2 separate regions of the Xenopus tropicalis genome follow, and region 1 is linked to region 2. The links are chromatin contacts, called in public Hi-C maps. All regions are on one chromosome and are shown on one strand. The core of a region is the stretch at or near the end of the contact, and the rest is flanking DNA. Distances in the headings are between cores, read along the strand shown.

The links. Hi-C and Micro-C count contacts between places; a contact is called where the count stands out from the background.
Region 1: a Hi-C map of neurula embryo shows a contact between it and region 2, with 2.1 times the contacts expected there. The contact joins the enhancer-like site here to the promoter of lef1 in region 2. A contact is called at or near these places in 2 of 5 Hi-C or Micro-C datasets (neurula embryo and tailbud embryo).

What each region holds. Positions count from the first base shown.
Region 1 is chr1:67,101,566-67,104,344 of UCB_Xtro_10.0, forward strand. No RefSeq gene overlaps it. Among named protein-coding and RNA genes, the nearest start is that of lef1, 62 kb to the left of the region's middle. Within about 2 kb of position 1,311, at least 2 of the 11 cell types and tissues checked have an H3K27ac peak or open chromatin away from gene starts, as enhancers often do. A contact at or near this core is called in neurula embryo, where this site is marked.
Region 2 is chr1:67,039,534-67,042,233 of UCB_Xtro_10.0, forward strand. It overlaps lef1 (lymphoid enhancer binding factor 1), which reads right to left and starts at 1,400. Exons shown (of 10, transcript NM_001243834.1): 1 at 235-1,400. The coding sequence starts at 453.

The sequences.
Region 1 (2,779 bases), core at 61-2,560, 62 kb after region 2:
TTTTAAGAACAATGGCAGATGATACGATATAAGTGTTTTACAGCCAAAGCTTTTATAAGCTCCCTGAGTGGGTGACAACCCCCCCTTTCCCCTGAATCATTGCTTTTTGATTTTAGTGGCAATCACTTAAACCCGCTGCCTGCCATTTTACTGGTCGTCAATTGCCTAAACTGTGAGTGACCCCAAAGGTCGAAGCAATAGCCCTTGAAATCGATACAGAGCAATACTTGCAAGCAATTAAAGGGTCAGGCACACAATTCCCAGAATTGTACCCTATCCCATTGGCCTAATCTAGGGGCAGTAAGATCAGGCCAGGCTGAAAGCTACATGTAGTATAAAGCACTTCCCATGGGATGTGGTGGCAGTGGTGGTTTTTCTAGCTTATCTGCCAACTGAATTAAACAGTAGTAGAAACAATGCTGCAGCACTCCTTGTTGCAAAGGTGAAAAGGTGATTTACTAGGTTACATTTAAAGGCAATGTTTCAGGCTTTATCCTGCCCTTTAAAGCATATATTTATTTTCTATTGAATCATTTATACATATTCCTATTATTTCACAAAATTTTAATACGGCTGTAAGTTCTATGAAAAGGCAAATTTTTTGAAAATTGAGATGCAAGTAATCATTTCTTTTTTGCAGTGGGAAATATTGCAACAAATAGTGGGATATAGTGCAATAAATAATAATACATTTGATGATTGATTTCCTTGAGGGCAGAGTGCAATAGCATATTTATAATATGTCCGTCACTGATCACGGCAGTCGCATTGCTGAACAACTGAAGCCTTCTGTGCACCAGAAGTGATGTATTTCGGCAAATATACAATGAAGCATTATACACTCTACTATAAATCCTGCAGAAAAATGTCTACCAGTTCTGAAGTGGAGGAGATTCAAAAGGGAAGATGTGCAATGTAGCTGCATGTTGATACAACAGTTTGCAAAACACAATGAATAAAAATGTTGGAGTAATATTGTGTTTTCTATTAATATAACTTTGATTTTATAAACTGTGTATATATGTAGTATAAATATTTAGGGCCTAACTGAAATATATTGCTACTGAATCATATTGAGACAAGTACTTGTTTTTCATAAAATACAGACAGTGTAGTCTTATACTCCTCTTATTATGACAGTGGTCTTTTGGACATTAAACAGCAGTAAACTTTAGGAATGTTGTTGGTGACATTTCGGGCCTAGCCTTAAGCAGCCAAATATATAGGGTGTGTGTATGAGAGTCACATTAGTCACAGTTAATAAAAAAGACACTCCAAAGGAGGGGTGGAAAGGCCACTAATTGCTCTCAGTAGCATACCAGTATTACTGTCTTTAAGCAACCATCACCAAACAGAGACAGCTTCACTCCTGTCTCTATAGGAGGTATGCGAATAATGGCATTTATTGATTGTTGATTACACGCTGCATATTTGGGTAATGTTATATTGTGGGTTATTATGAAGACATGAATGGCGTAAAGTTGACTAATTTACTACCAACAGCTACATTTAGAAGGACATAATAAAATGCAGCGGGAACGCATTCACTTAGTTGACTTTTGTTACATATAGTAGAATGGATTTTCTGGTTGTTCAGGAAACATAGCTTGTGATGTCAGCCTTAACCCCTGTAATGATTTTTTAGCTTGTTGCCTGTTTTTAAAATGTTACCATATAATACAGTATATATATATAAATTGAAAATTTAAATTGGGAAAACCAGGTTTAGCATTCATAACTATTTTTTAGCAATTTTATTAGTTTCATTTTAAATCCCAAACAATAAGGTATATGGAATTACCATAGCTGCCAGCTAAAATTTCTCTTATATTGAATAGGTTCCAGGCTTACTTTGGATGTTACTGTTTTGTCAATTAGTATGGCATTTCACTTAACTAAAGAATGGCAAGTCATAAAAATCCCTTTGTTCCACTTATATTTTTGCTCCTGTTTTCATGTGTCCCTATGTTTGGATGTTAAAAGAAAGCATACTTTGTTGTAAGTGATGTTTATTCACCATTTGTTTCCTCTAACATAGACTGTAAAATCTGAGGAGATAATTACTTGTGGTGCAGAACATTTGTTCCATAGTGATTTGCATTTGTATACATGAATGGCAGCTTCCATATTGTTGGTCTGACCTGAGGCATTCTACATTACCTTTAGCACAAAAGCACCTCTTGTGGTTATAAACAGAAGCTCACTTTTATCACATAATTCCTTAGTTTGTGGAAGCAAAATGCCAGCTAACCCTCAGTGTGATGTGCCTTACTTATTTTGTACATTTATATGCTTCTTGTTGGCAAAACATTGGTAGAGCACTTTTCTCTTTCTATTTACATTCATGCCATGCCATTTTCTGACTTTTCCTCTATTTTTTATAATTACAAATAATAGGTACAATTGTTAATAAAGCATAGAGCAAAGTCAGAAAATGGCCTAGCATTGCCTTGTCTAATGTGGCCAACTATTTCACTGCAGTGTTAAGGTGGCCACACACGTGGCGATCTGCGGTCGCACGAAAGATCGTCAGACCCGCCAATAACATTCAGGGCTGAAACGGCAGATAAGGAGGTAGAAACAATAGGATTTCTACCTCCTTCTGCCGATTCAGCCCTGATGGCAGATTTTGCTCAGGCGCCTTCTATGGCGCCCGATCAAAATCTTTTGACCTGGCCGATCGGTGAGTCGACCGATATCAGCAGCCTCCTGCGATACCGGTCGTCTCGCCGACTTGCCATACACGCACCGAAACGAGGTTTCGTACGATATTATCGGT
Region 2 (2,700 bases), core at 150-2,649:
GGGCATTGTGTGGTATCCCATTAAATGTGACAAACTGGATGATAAAAAGTTTTTTGTTTTTTGAAAGGCAGCACATGGAATCATATGTGAGCTATATCATTTTGCAATGTTGATGTGACTTTAAAAGGAAACAGTTGAAGAAGTTGTGGATTGTGTTGCAAAAACAAAAATCCAAACTGTGTTCTTAGTTATAAACACAGACGATTACCGCTATAAATGAATTCCATTGCTTACCTCGTGACTGTTGCTACTGGGGATAATCTCAGTCTCATTGACCAGAGATGACTTGATATCTGCGAGGTCTCCCTCCTCCTCCGGGTTGCTGATCTCAGCGTAGATCTTCTCCTTTTGGGGATCCCCTTCATCTTTAAAGGGGATCATCTCATCTGTGGCACACAGCTCAGGATCTCCCCCACCCCCATTGCCCCCCCCTGCTCCAGAGAGCTGAGGCATGGCTCCAGATCAGGACTTCTGTGTTACAGGTCAGAAATCAAACACCAGCAAAAAAAAACCAAAACCCAATTCAAAGGTTCCCTTCCCAAAATTTCCACACCCAATGATCCAAGGTCAAAATGCCAAAACTGATGGCACTGGCTGGACACTTTTGCCCCCAAATCAGCAAAATAAAGTCACAAATCTTGATAAGAAGACACTTTTGCTTGTAAAAAGTTCACCCCTGTCTCCCAAGGCTGCAAGTCCCAGTGTGTCTCTGCTCTGCTCCAAGGGCTCCAATCCTGTCTCCCCTGGTCCAGGGGGGCTACTGTAGTCACCAGTATCCAAAACCACCCACAGCTGATGGGCTTTTATCTCATTCTGCTCCCATTCAGGCGAGTGTGTGCAGTCACACGAGGAGCAGTGAGAAACTGCAGTGTTTGTTATGGTTCTGACTAACTGCAAATTACGTTTTTTGCTTTATGCAGTCAGTGACTCAGAGATGACTAACCCAGAAAGGATGTCTTCATTTAAATAAGCGAGGTAAACTAGCCACTCTCTGTGCGGTGCCCACACACCCCAGCCAGCCTGGCTTTGTCCTGCTAGCACTGCCAGTCAGCTCAATGCAAGTAAGAGCAAAGTTTGGAGAGCGCCGTGAGCTTTTGGCAAGGAGCGGACTGAACTCCTCCTCTGGACCCTCAGGTAAAACTGCGGTCTGTACCGGGTACAGAGGGAGGACAAGCAAAGCGCTGCATATCCTCTGCAAAGGGACCTGTCCACAAACCCCCCGTGGAATGTACCTTTTGCCAGCGATCCTACCTTCTTCTGTTTAGCGTCACTTTGAGAAAATCACCTCTGAGAAAATCCTGGGGAGGGGGGGACAAGTTAATCTCCTTTCTTCACACCACGTAAAACTCTCCCAAAAGTCTTGTCCTACCTCAGTGACTGCAAGAGGCACATTGCCGTCCCTTGCTCTCAATGAAGGGGCACGCAGTGTGTGTTTGTGTAATGTAACTTTAACATCCCCCTCCTCCTGTGCCCCCCTCTTTCTGTCTCTCCTTCCACCCCTCCCTCCCTCTTTCTGTCTGCTGGAGGGGAGGAGGCGGTGGAAAGAGATGAAAGAGAGCCGCCGCGGTGATTGACAGCTTGCTGATAGAGGAGGGAAACAGACTCACACACACACACACACTGCAACTCTGTAAATGAAGGGGCAGGAGGGGAAGGGAGAGAGGGGGAGGCAAATAGTCCAAAATGAAATAATCCTAATAATAGCAATTAACAAAAACAGAGTGGAAAGCCCTAATAAGTAGGGCAGGTGTACTTGTCAAGGGGAAGAGAAAAAGATTTCTTTTTGTTCTGGAGTTTAAAAGGGAGGGGTGGGGGTAAGTGCAACTAAACATCAACTGGGGGTACAATTACTAACCAGATTATTTCCTTTCCTGTCTCTGCTAACATCAGTGATAATAATAAATCATTTAGCATTGTCAGAATTCTGTATAAAATTAGGTTTTCTTTCTTTTTACATAAAAGATTTATGACCTCAGAAATAAAGTACTGAAGGTAGTAATAGTTTGATTTAAGGTAAAGAAAACCCATATGGGAAAAAAATGCTGTATAGGTGTGTTCCCTTTGGGACTTTTAGTTTCTTGTTAACTACCAACATCCTTTTAAAGGATGCTGAGAACTGTAGTTCAGCAACAGCTGAGAGGACAGCCATTTTGAAGGAGAATACATATATGTGTGTGTATAAATACTTTGTGTATGAATGTATGTATATATATATATATGTATATAAAAATAAAAGAACCCATATATAATATACTATATGCAATGGGTGTTATTGTCATATCCCTGCTATAATATCCCGACACCCCAGAGGCATGCAGCAGGAGAGCTTATGTGAGGAAAAGCTGAGATCAAACAGAAATAACACCATACAGACCCCATCTGAATGATGGATATAGATGGGAAAGAGAAAACCTTCCTGAGTACCGGGTAAAGATCCACAGAAAAACAAGGAGAGAAGAAGGAGCCTGGTTATATAATGGAAAAGACACCTGGGATCTGCTAGTGAGTATATTTATTGAACCCTCTTCACTTGGACCAACTGCACAAATTCAGCACACAAAAGTGCCTAAGACAAACACAAAAGGCATTCTTTGTATCTTTTGATCTTTTCACATTTTTAGCAGCAGGGAAACATATAGATGGGCTACGGTTTACAAGAATTAGTAAATATCACTTGCTTCCTATTAAAATGAGAAAATA